Regions from separate parts of the Mus musculus genome. Here region 1 is linked to region 2. Evidence: chromatin contacts called from public promoter capture Hi-C data. All regions are on one chromosome and are shown on one strand. The core of a region is the stretch at or near the end of the contact, and the rest is flanking DNA. Distances in the headings are between cores, read along the strand shown. Region 1 overlaps Vav2 (vav 2 oncogene). Region 2 overlaps Vav2 (vav 2 oncogene).

Region 1 (5,949 bases), core at 2,592-5,091, 140 kb before region 2:
CCTGCTGTAGCAGCCTGTACCCTGTAGGCTGCTAACTGCTGAGAGTCAGGCTGCAGGATGCGTATCTGATTCTCTTCTTTTTGGGTCTCAGAGAAAAGTTACCATGTCCCTGACTCTCTCCATTCCTTGTGTCCCACCAGGTGTAAGTGGAGTTTCTGGACATGTATGGTATAGTGACATCATTTATACCCCTCAACCTGGCCACCTTCTTTGTACTGTGAAATGTCTTTGCTCTGTGACAGCTGCTGTCTGCCTGTTAGTCTCTCATCATCCCTCTTGCTAGAGTTAGCTCCAAATACAAGTGACAGGTAAAGCCATGCATGATAGCATTTGTTTCAGACCGAAATGGATAAATCAAATCCTAGAGCTCTTGACAAGGTTACAGGCGATAGAAGGCTTCCTACAAATACCAGCCAAGGAAGGGTGGGAAGAGACTGGTGACTGAGGGCAGGAAGAGGGGGAGCCAGGAGATGCGGGAGAAACAGAAGGGCTACATTTAGTAACATTGAGTAAAATGAAAAGGAAAGTTGAAACAAACAAAACACTCACCTGGGGCCTCTTGAAAGCAGTTGAAGGAATGAGTGGACCCGGTTGAGCTGATGACAATGGGTTTTGGTCTCAGGTGCCCATCTAAGGAGCAGAGCTGGCATTCAGAACTCAAAGCCCGTGCTCCAGCTTTGCAGAGGCTTGCTGTGGTATAGAGGGGGAGGGGGCTGGTCTGTAGCCCCAGGGCAACTTGGAGCTCCCAAGTCTGCTTCTTTTCAAGCTCTACCTGCCCTCGTCCTGGACTGAGAGGGCATGACTGGTCCCTTCCTCGTGCCCTTTGTGCTCCCCTTCCCAGCTGTATGGGGGAGGCTTTGTTTATGAGGGTTAGGGGGAGGGTGGAGGCTGTGGTGAGCTGTCGACCCATGCCTTTATCTTTGGGATGTGACTTCTGAGAGTCCATCTGGTGAGGCTGGTGATGGCTGAGGGGCACCCGCTGATGACCATTCAGCGGAGGGTGTCCCAGAGCTGGGTTGGGAGAGATGATACTGATTTTGGTGTGGATCTTCATGGGAATGCACAGGGCAGGTGGGGTTCTCAGTTAGGATGGGGGCAGATGCCTGGGCACCTCTGAGGACAGCAGTACTTCTGAGCTGACACGCACTGGGTCATGCCTGGGTAGTTTCTAGTGCATCTGCAAAGAGCCTTCCCTATTTAAAGGTTCCTGTGAGGTTCCAGGAGTTAAGATGCGAACGTAGTTTTGAAAGTCTGTCTGTCTGTCTCCTTGACATAGTGGCCCCTTTCTTTCATCTGGACACGATGTCTTGTCAGAGCTGCTCAGGAACGTGAGGTAGGAAGGGGCTGTGAGAGAGGAGAAGCCCAGGCTCCTTGGGGATGGAGAGGGCAGAATCTGGGCTGAGGTGGCAGTGCAGCAGGAATGTAGACGGAGACTGGGTGGGCTTGCTGAGATGCTGGTCTGGACCTATGCCTCCAAGTAACTGCCTGGTATGATGGGAGTTTGAGTGTCCCTTCCTGATAGCATTGATGGACCACCCCTGTCCTCATGGTCCTCTGTCCTCTCAGACGATGATCCGCTGCTGTCGGGTTTCCTGTTCTCTAGCTACCCTGGTTGCCCTGGGGATGTGGGGGCTGCTCCATTTCTCAGCACCTCTGAGTCACTCCACTGCTCTCTCACTTCCCTTGGGCGCCCTATCCCCTGCCCCCTCAAAATAACACCTGGGATGGGGCAGAGAGCCCAGGTTGCCATTCTCTCTGAAAGCAGAGCAAGAGACTCTCTTCATGCACGCCTCAGAGTGATGCAGGTTGCTGATTTGGTGGCCAAGTGAGTGAAGGATGAGTGGAGCAGGGAAAGTGGGGAGGAGCTGAGTCCTGCAGGCTCAGCCAGGTGCTCTTGGATAATCATGGAATGTGGTCGGGAAGGCCATCTTGATGAGGACATCGTACGAGGTCCTAAGCCATACATGTGTTTAAGGTGAGGTGGCTTGGCTTTCTGTTTATTTTCTTCCTTCCTTTCTTCCTTCCTTCCTTTCTTTCTTTCTTTCTTTTAAAGATTTATTTATTTATTTATTTATTGTATGTGAGTACTCAGCACACTGTCACTGTCTTCAGACACACCAGAAGAGGGCATTGGATGGTTATAGATGGTTGTGAGCCACCATACGGTTGCTCGGAATTGAACTCATGACCTTGACCTTTGGAAGAGCAGTCAGTGCTCTTAACTACTGAGCCATCTCTCCAGCCCCAGCTTTCTGTTTCTTGCTCTGCCTACAGGGTGAGTTTGCTAGGAACCTGGAATTTGGGGCCTTTGGCCCAGCATGGGAATTCCCGTGATGGAAGGAAGCCCTTCCCACTTCGTGATGCACATCTTTATTGAGAACATCTATTATCATTGTGCACCTGACTAGAGGTGAAACTGTGGCAACAATCTTGAGTGTCCATTTGTGGGGAGACTGGAGGACGCATGTTGGGCTCAGGCCAGGGCAACTATACCCATCTCCATGGTGAGCTAGGGATTTGAGGCACCAGTGAGGAGGTGCGGAACCCAACATCTGATGGCTCCTGTGTCACTCAGAGCACCAGCTTGGACAAGGCACTAGAGCAGCTGGGCAGGGAGGCCAAGGTCATTAGCAACCCTGCCTTCCCTTTGTCTAGGAGAGGTTATTTCTATATTGGGAGAAAAATGAAAACAAAAACAAACAAAAAGAAAACCCAAAACCAAAAAACTGGTCTTACACCAGGCTTCTTCCTGTCCTGTTCATATGAGACAGGACCTGTGACCCTTCCTCAGCACAGGCACCACCCCTGGGCCACTGTGTCCCCCTTTGGTAAGATGGCAGTGGCTATCCCAGCCCAGAACATGCTAGCAAGGATAAGAGGACAAGAAACCAGTGTTCCTAGATGCCTCAACAGGAACTCTGGTTGGCCGTGGGACCCAGGGTGCCAAAGGCATGAAGGAGGCTCCAGTCAGTATACCCTGCCGTTCTCCTGACCCAGCTGTGAAATGCCAGATCTGGTGTAGCTTTCCTGGCCTGTCCTCTATGCCTGGGTAGCCTCTCACATGCTGGGCTCTTTTGGGGTGGGGCCTGAGGGTGAGTCTGCAGCTGTGAGCACTCCTGACCTTGGCCGCCCCACCTGTTGCCCTGGCATCCGTGGAGCCCCGTCCCCTCTCCCTGCCTGGAGGAGGGGGCAGAGATTGGGCACTGAGGGGCCTGGAGCCAGTGGGATTGGAATTTCTAGAAAGTTCAGCTTTTCACTGATTTTTTTCATGGGCCTTTGAGAAAGGGAACCCCAGAGACTGGCCTCACTGGACACACCTCCTTCCACCCCCAGCCCTGAGAAGAGCTATAGTCTAAGAGCTAAGAAGCCATACCTGCTTGTGGGGGGAAAACCAGAAACAAAAGAAGAAGCCATGAACCCAGTGTGGCCTGAGTCTAAGTTCCTGAAAGTTCAGGGGAATTCCTCAAGCTGATGGGGGGTGTGGGGAGCAGTGGGGAGCTGTGTCCTTGTCCTCTTTCTACAGACAGAAGAGTTTTTCCAGTGATCTGAGAGGAGGCCTAGGGGTCTAGAGAGCTGAGGACAGTGCAGGGCCCTGGGGAAGGGTGGATGGTGTGAGGGGACCTGGAAGGTCACTGAGAGCCTGGGTTAGAGAGCTGGAGAAAGGCCCCTCTAACTTCTGAGGAAGTCTTTCTGACTCCCTTCCCCTCCCCACCCCCCAACTCAGGAAACTGCAGAGCTATTTGGTTGGGGTAACTAAGGCTCTTGAAAGGTCAGGGACTTGCCCAGGGCCACCTGGGAAGTCATGTTTAGCAGAGTTCTGCCCTGTGCTATCTGCCCCAGTGGCTTCTGGTCCTAATGTTCAGAGTGAAACTAGGTAAGAGGGGAGCAGATTGAGGGTAACGTGCCTCCCATCTGAGCCTTCCCAGGGTGCATTTTGCTGGAGCAGGGCTGCCACTGATGGCTGACCCCTCTGCTTGTGCGGGAATGGAATTGACCTGGGGATGGATCACTGTTTTTTTTTTTTTTTTTTTTTTTTTTTCCATGATGTAACTGAGAGGCCTGGAGACTTCAGAGGCAAAGTCTTTGGTGGACCCTGTAAGCTGACAAAGTGGATAGTGACTCTCTGGGGCCTCACTAAGAGACTGTTAAGAGACCCAAGGAATCAGCTCGGCAAGCTGCTGGGATGTCTGTTGTTGGCATCATCCTGTGGAACAGAGGTAGCCTCCTCTTTGCATGCAGGGGGCAGAGTCTGTTGGGGCAGCAGGAAGTCTGCCCCCCTCCCCGCCCCCTGCTAAGCTTGTGTTTACTGTACACAAAGAGCAAAATGAAAGCCGATTGCATTTAAGAAACAGGAAAAACATGTTTACATCTCGCCTTCCTCCCCTTGACAGTCCAGACTTATTTCCCTGGAATCTTCTAAAATTTTTTCATTAAGACATTTTTATCAGTCATAACAGAGACACATTCACACCCATCCATCCATCCATATGCACGGGCACACCCACTACATGCTCCCAGGTGTGCACACACCCACCTCTTGCCCACACACAGCTTGCACGCACACACATCACATACCAGCATCCCAGGTGTGCTCACCTAGCTACGACAGCCACGGGAGTGGTTTCCCCATGAACTGAGGGGTGTGCTGCGTGGTTGAGAAAGAGGGGGCTTGCACTGTTTCTAGTAATACATAGAGTTGTCCCATGTGGGACAGTCGCCTGCTTTTGCAGGAATGAGGGGATTGTTGTAGCTGCCCCTCCCACATCAATCATTAATCAAGAGAATGCTCCTTAGGCTTGCTTACAGCCCATCTGCTGGAGGCTTTTTCTCTATCCAGGTTGCCTGTTCCCAGATGACTCTAGCCTGTTTCAGCCACTGGGTAGTGGGTTTGGATCTGAGATCTGCGTGCAGTCTGGAGTCATGGTCTCTGAGGACAGGAGTTCTCGGGAATGGCTGGTGGGGAAGATTTAAACCAAGACCTCTGCCTGGAAGGTGGTTAGGCGTGTTCTACTCTGCCCTACAGTGACATACCACACTAGCTCTGGGGCATCTGCGGCAGAAGTGAGATGTGGTGTCTGGTAGGGAGAGTGAGAGACTGGACTCAGGCAGGGGTCCCATGGAGACTTTGTTACTTAGAGTCCAAGATGGATCCTATGCTAGGCCCTCATGTGGCTGGCCCAAGCTCTGGAGCCCTATCCAGAGCAGTCGGGTGGGGACCTGTGAGCAGTGTGAATGGTAGAGAGGGACAGGAGTCGCAGAAACCAAGGCTTTTGTTTGCTGTTGTTTAGATCAGAACTGTCCTCTGAATGCCCATGTGAAAGGCTTTGTGACCACTGCTGAGCTTTGGGGGACATGAGGGACTTTGGAGACTCCAACATTAGGGGATCATAATTTCTGGATGGATGGTAATCTGTCTTAGGGTTTTACTGCTGTGAACAGACACCAGGACCAAGGCAACTCTTATAAGGACAACATTTAATTGGGGCTGGCTTACAGGTTCAGTGGTTCAGTCCATTATTACCAAGGCAGGAGCAACATCCAGGCAGGCATGGCGCAGGAGAAGAAGCTGAGAGTTCTACATCTTCATCTGAAGGCTGTTAGCAGAATATTGACTTCCAGGCAGCTAGGATGAGGGTCTTAAAGCTCATATCCACAGTAACACACCTACTCCAACAAGGCCATACCTCCTAATAATGTCACTCCTTGGACCAGGCATATACAAACCATCACATTTCACTCCCTGGTCCCCATAGGCTTGTTTAAACACATGAGTCTATGGGGGGCATATAGACACATAGCTTAATAAAAAAGTACATTTAGTCCAACTTCCAAAGTCCCTATAGTCTATAGCAGTGTCAATAATGATAAAAGTCCAAAGTTCAAAGTCTCTTCTGAGATTCATACAATCACTTGACTATAATCCCTGAATCAAGACACTAACTGGGCAAA
Region 2 (6,221 bases), core at 955-3,454:
TCTTATGCAGGATGTACGCATCACGCTGCTTTGTGGCATCTAGGGACCCTTGGAGACTTTCATCAGTGCCCATGGTAGCCTTGTAGCTTGGGCTACAGGTCCTTGATCTGGGCATCTTTCCTCAGATAAAAAACAAACAAGACCCTGAAGTTTGTTTTCCTCAGCCCAGGATAGCCATGGGCACAAGTCTTAGACCTGTTACTAGGTGTATGATTTGCTGTGATTCAGTGGGGTTATGCAAGTCCTGAGCAGGGCTCCTGGGTGAAGCAAGCTCCGTGATCTAGCTAGCCTCTTGGTAGCCATAGTAAGACAGCCTCTCGCTACAGTGACAGAGGCTGGGAACAGATGCCAGTGGATGCAGGAATCCTCATGGCCTTTTGGGCGGGTGGGCACTAGGGGCTAGAGCCGAGCAAGAGGCCCCCAGGTCTCCTCGCTTCAGGAAGGTCACACTGCCAGGAGCCATCACTTTCCCAAAAGGTCCTATGATGTTCAGGGCCTAAAGAAATTCATAGCCTGTGTCCAGCCCCACACAATGACATGGCAGCCAGCACTCCCACATCCTAGGAGTGTCCACAGTGCCTTGTGTCTGCCTAGTCTTTGGGACACCACAGTGGGGATCCTATTGGTCTGGCTCACAGCACATGTTAAAGCCACGTGAACACAGGTAGGTCCCTACCGTGGTCCTGTGGAGCAATGCTTGGTCACTCATTCATTCAGTGTCTCCTTAGCCAGTCTTAGGGTATTGAACCAACCTTGCATTCCTAGGATGTCTCCATCCCTCAGCACTGTTCAGTCCATGTTACATGTTTGGGTCATGTGTAGACATATTTAGGGAGATAGGTTCTCTTGCTTCACTGACTGAGTTCCTACACCCATGGACATCAGGACACTGGCTTGAGATTGCTGTCTGTGTGACATCTTGAACCTTGGTGTTGCCTCACATGGGCTGGGCTGTCATTTGCTGGGAGCCTCCCAAGGCTCTCTAGGTTAGATACACTTGAACTAAAGATGATGAGGGCAGGGCCGCTGCCCCTGGGACCTGATGAACTTGTGCTCCGTGCTTTGGAGCCTCCTATAGGGGGTTAGGGACTGAGGTCAGAGTTGGTAGTGGGGACTCTAGGGTATGGACTTAAAGTAGGCAGGGAGAGATATGGAAGATCTGCTCAAATGGAGTGGGCCAAGGGCTGGAGAGGCAGCTGCACAGTCAGTGTAGAGGTGTAGGTCAGGATCTTTGCTGAAGCAGATCTGGAATAAGCCTGGGGCTGTCTGTCTGTCTGTCTGTCTGTCTATCCAGGTTCAATGATGAGGTGAAACATATCAAGGTGGTGGAGAAAGATAGCTGGATCCACATCACGGAAGCTAAGAAGTTTGAGAGCCTCCTGGTACGTGTACCTGTAACTGTCACTGCTCCAGACCCTGGCCAGAGGCCCAAGGGCTCTCCACTGTCCACTCTGCCCCCGATGATCCGTTCTCTCTGCCTAGGGAGGGGTGATTCTTCCCAGAGAAATCTAGAGACACTTGACAGGATTCCTGGGAACAGTTGGAGTCATGTTATACCGGAGTTGGGTCACTCCAAAACTTTCCCTAGCTCAAATGTCACCTTGGACATGAGATTACCAGTTGCCTCAGGCTGATCCTCTCCTCCCGTCCTTGTGGTCAGCCCCACCAGAATGCAGTTAAAGGCATTCTATTCCTTAAAGTGACACTAAAATAGTTGATTTTGACCTCCACCACTCCCTTTTGGTACTAGCACAGAGCCCAGGGCCTTGCACATACTAGACAATTGCCCTACCTCCGAGCCCAACCTCAACCCCAACCCTTTTTCTTTGTTTTTGGAGACAGACATGATGTAGCTCTGGCAGGTCTGGAACTCACTGTGGAGTTCTCTCTGCCTTCCTACTTGGCTGGAATTAAAGGCGTGTACCACCATACCTGGCCCCGTATTTTTTTTTTCTTCTTAAGTCACAAACATGGCTCCCCTGGCAGGACATTGGAGATTTCCTTTACCCCCTGTGACCTACAGGAAAACACAGGCAAACAGAAAGTGCCTGAAATCCTCTTCACAGCCCAGAGCTAACAAACACACACCATCTGGTGAGACTGTAGGTGCCTCTTGGGGCAGCCAGGCCGTGGTTCACAGAGCTCCTACAAAGCCACAGCACACCTCTTTGTGTGGCCGTCATTCGTAGCTGTCCAGTCCTCTGAGTGGCTCTAGCCTCGTGGCATTCTGCCCTGCAGGTGTGCCTCCCTCCAGCATGGATGGCACAGTCGTCAGCAGTTTGTTTTCTTTGGCATTCTTTCCAGAGCATTCTTTCAGCAATATTTGGGAGCCCTGCGCCTGAGGGAGAGGTTTTTGAGGCACTGGCCATCCTAGCTGGGCTTGGCTGGAGTGAGATTGAGGGGGTCTCAGAAGAGCCCATCCCTTGAACCCAGGAGGTGGGAGGGCTCCTGAGTCTCCAGCGGTTGGTGAGTGTGCAACCCCTGCAGGAGCTGGTGGAGTACTACCAGTGTCACTCACTCAAGGAAAGCTTCAAGCAGTTGGACACTACACTCAAGTTCCCCTACAAGTCTCGGGAGCGAACCACCAGCAGGGCCTCAAGCCGGTCTCCAGGTAATGCCTGTGTCCAGGGTTATCTACTCAGGCCACGTGAAGGGCCAAGATCTCCCTGTCCCCCTGGGTTGTTGCCCGATCCCTGAATGTGGGCCAGGCCCTCCACATCTATCAGTGGCCCTGACTCACACCCCTTCTCATTTCACGTAGCAGACGGGGTCTACACTTCTACCCTGACTCTTGGCACCTGTGCTAGGAGTTGACAGTAAGGAGAAGCAGTAAGGCAGGATCTGAGAACAGAGCCCTCCGTGGGTGCCCTGGGGCCTTGGCTATTCAAGGCAGCTCTCTGCCTACAGTGGGGATTTCAAAGCTGATGACAAGTGTGCAGCCTGGACCTCGGGGCAGAGAGAGGCCCAGAGCTTTTGGCTTCTAGCCCAGGGCTCTTTCCCCTGAGCTTCCCATATCTCCAGTCTGCAGGGACCTGCAGAACTATGGGATCTTCCTTTCCCCACCCCAGACAGAGCAGACCAGCAGAGGCTTGCCAACCTCCATGACAGTTGGCCTCAGTGTCCTTTCAAGACATAGGTGTAGAGCAAGCAGTGGCCTAGCTGTGCCTGTGGTAGGCCCCTGCCCTCCCCAGCATCCTCCTGAGGTAGAGCCTGGCATCGCCTGTGGCTCCTTGGCTCTACCCTGTCTTATGCTCTCTCTTGCCTCTTTGCAGCTTCCTGCGCTTCCTACAACTTTTCTTTTCTCAGTCCTCAGGGCCTCAGCTTTGCCCCCCAGGCCCCTTCTGCTCCCTTCTGGTCAGGTACCTCTACTGCTCAGGGCCCAGCCTGATGGGTCCCCCTGACTGTGCAGCCTGGTGCTGGGGGGGAGGGGGACGGCTGGGGATCTGGCCAAGGCTGCTGCACATGAGGACGCATTTGGTAGGGCTCATCCCTGGTCACACTGGTGGACACGTCCCTGCCTCATCAGCTTGTCATCCTTCCCGGCCACTGAGAGCTTTGCCTCTGGTTTGGGAGATGGGGTTGGGGGCAGAGCTGGTGACTACTCTGCAGCCAGGAGAGCTGCCATGGGAACAGGAATGGGTGTGGAGGAGAGGGTTTTAGTCATCCCTGGTCTGACGTGCTTTCTGCTGCCAGAGCCAAAGCCCTTCTGTGTGAGGCCATGTGTCCCCTCACTGCCATTGTCACCTGTCCCCAGGACTCCTGGGTTCTGGGCTGAACAAGTCCACTGGGTTGCAATCTAGTTTGGGGACCTGGGGTGGGGATGGTCAAGGCATGGGTGCCTGCTCTGTTCACCAATGGCATGCTTATTGCTTGTGATAGTGGCCCAGCATTGGTGGTGATAGCTCAAACCCCCATTAAGTGCATGCATAGATGTGTCATATGCCCAAATGCAGGTGTGACAGGCCCTCAGCTGGAGGCTAGTGTTCCTCCAGAGACCTTCCTAGCTGTGGGCACAAAGCCGTAGTCTAGGTACCAGGGAAGGGACACAGCTCAGTCTGAGGACCTCTAGCCCTGGCTGGGCAGCTCCTGCAGTTGTTTGATGTCTCACCCTGTCTTCCCCAATAGTGTTCACACCGCGGGTCATCGGCACAGCCGTGGCCAGGTACAACTTTGCTGCTCGAGACATGCGGGAGCTGTCACTGCGAGAAGGTGATGTGGTGAAGATCTACAGCCGAATTGGTGGGGACCAGGGCTGGTGGAAAGGAGAGACAAATGGGCGGGTGAGTAGCGTGCCTGGCTTGAGGGCTTTGTGCAGAGGCCCAGGGCTGGCCTTACCGAGAGGTCAAGAAGGTTTGCCTTTGGCTCTGACATAGTCGGACTCGACTAGCTGTTCTTCGGCCTCAACTGTGCTTAGCCATGATCATTGTGATCCTAGCTACACTGGTCAGGTCTCCATCCAGGCCACCCAGACCCTTCTCTGCCTTTGTGGTCACTCAGGAACAGGTTTTATAAACAGTCATCTGGTCACGTGCAGGTAGCTATCAGGTCCTACTGTACCCCATCCCTTCTTCCTATTTATGGTGACTACCATGTGGCTCCCTCAGACTCTTTCCCCAAGAGGTTCTGCTAAGAGCCTCCTCTATCCCAGAGCTCATATAGATCCACTGGCTTTGGCCCGGGCCTCTGAGCAACTTTTTGGAAAGGCAGAGAGCTCCAGGTGCCAACAGCAGGACACACTGGATTTTCCTGGGGCTGCAGAGACCCACAGGCATTTGTCTACAAGGGCCAGACAGCCTTGACTCCCCTGCTGAGCGTTCTATAGCTGGTAGCAGGAACCATTCTGTTCCCAGTCATCCTGGTCACTTTTGGGGTCTGTTTCCAGTCAACTTTGGGGTCTGTGTTGCAGAACCCAAATAGTTTCATTTATTCCTAGCTTCCCTTCAAAAGACTGAAGGCTACTAAGTCCTAGCAGTAACTTTGAAGGCTGGACGCCAGCCCTGAAGTGGGCCGATGCAGTGGAAGCCACTGGGACTGTCATTCAGTTACGTGCTTGGTCCCTCACCAGGTCCAGGCAATTCCATAGCACAGTCTGAAAACAACTGGTTTGAGCTTTTGTGAGTAGATCTTGTTGCTATAACCTGTTGTCATCACGAAATGCCTGTTCTCTCTGGCCGTTTTACTGCTGAGTCTGTCTATTGACAGAGGCGACAGCATCTTTCCTTAAGTAAGTGCTTTGCTCCTCCCCCTTGCCTGTTACAGTTGACCTGTCTCTTTCCTTGTACTTACACTGGGTTTCCTATAGCCAGTTGGAAGTTTTACAGGGACTCTAATGTGGCAGTCTTTGCCCTCTAGTAGGCATTTATATTTAGTATAAATTTTGGGTTATTCATTTGTAAGTCTAACATTGTGTTGTTTACTGTGGGTCAATTCCTCTCTTCTCCTTTCTGGGTAACTTTTAGGTTAACCAGTATTTTTTTCTCTCTGTTTCACTTCCCCTTCTAATGATTGATTTGTTAGTTACCCTTTTATCGTGTATGTGATTCTGGTGGTTACAGACGCACTTTGAGTATTTAGAGCCCCTTTGGAGACAGTGTGAGGACCACACAGACTTGGATTATAAATTATTTTCCTCCCAGTTTTTGTGTGAGTGTTGTCATTATCGTCTATATATTTTTTTTAACATTTGAGAGTAATTGCCCACGTGACCTATCTTTACTCCTTAATATTTCCTGGAGTCAATGGTATTTCCCCTTGGAATAATAAAGTTATCTAATCTGTACTATATTTTCTTTTTTTGTTGTTTTTTGTTTGTTTGTTTGTTTTTCAAAACAGGGTTTCCCTATATAGCCCTGGCTGTCCTGGAGCTCACTCTGTAGACCAGGATGGCTATACTATATTTTCAAATTTCAACAATTTTTGTCAATTATGTTTCTTCTAGCTGCTGTTTACTGGATGCATGAACTACTGGCCATGACCAGCATCCTGATTGAAATGTTCCTCAGCTTCTCTGTCATATGTGACTTGTAACATTTCTTGAAGAGGAGACATGTATTTGTATCCCATTGTTAGGTCTGATGTTTCTTCACGTTTAGACAGAGACTGTACCTTTATGTTGTTAGACACAGGAGGATGTCATTCATCAGTGTTACACCATTTCATTTCATTGCTGTGATAAACCTCTTTGATCACAAGCAACTGAGAGGAGGAAGGGGTTAATTTTA

The links. Promoter capture Hi-C pulls out the DNA fragments that hold promoters and counts their contacts.
Region 1: a contact with region 2 is called in a promoter capture Hi-C map of liver. The contact joins two enhancer-like sites. A contact is called at or near these places in 2 of 39 promoter capture datasets (the C10 cell line and liver), 2 of 484 Hi-C or Micro-C datasets (bone marrow-derived macrophages and embryonic fibroblasts), 9 of 115 datasets of contacts at active chromatin or transcription factors (double positive thymocytes, embryonic basal ganglia, embryonic midbrain and 5 more) and 2 of 9 other capture datasets (adipose tissue and liver).

The regions. Positions count from the first base shown.
Region 1 is chr2:27,402,818-27,408,766 of GRCm38.p6, reverse strand. The region is part of intron 1 of Vav2 (vav 2 oncogene); the gene reads left to right. Among named protein-coding and RNA genes, the nearest start is that of Vav2, 22 kb to the left of the region's middle. Within about 2 kb of position 3,841, at least 90 of the 459 cell types and tissues checked have an H3K27ac peak or open chromatin away from gene starts, as enhancers often do. A contact at or near this core is called in liver, where this site is marked.
Region 2 is chr2:27,265,289-27,271,509 of GRCm38.p6, reverse strand. Vav2 (vav 2 oncogene) reads left to right here. Exons shown (of 28, transcript NM_009500.2): 24 at 1,295-1,382; 25 at 2,488-2,611; 26 at 3,273-3,359; 27 at 4,126-4,280. Among named protein-coding and RNA genes, the nearest start is that of Sardh, 21 kb to the right of the region's middle. Within about 2 kb of position 2,204, at least 9 of the 459 cell types and tissues checked have an H3K27ac peak or open chromatin away from gene starts, as enhancers often do. A contact at or near this core is called in liver, where this site is marked.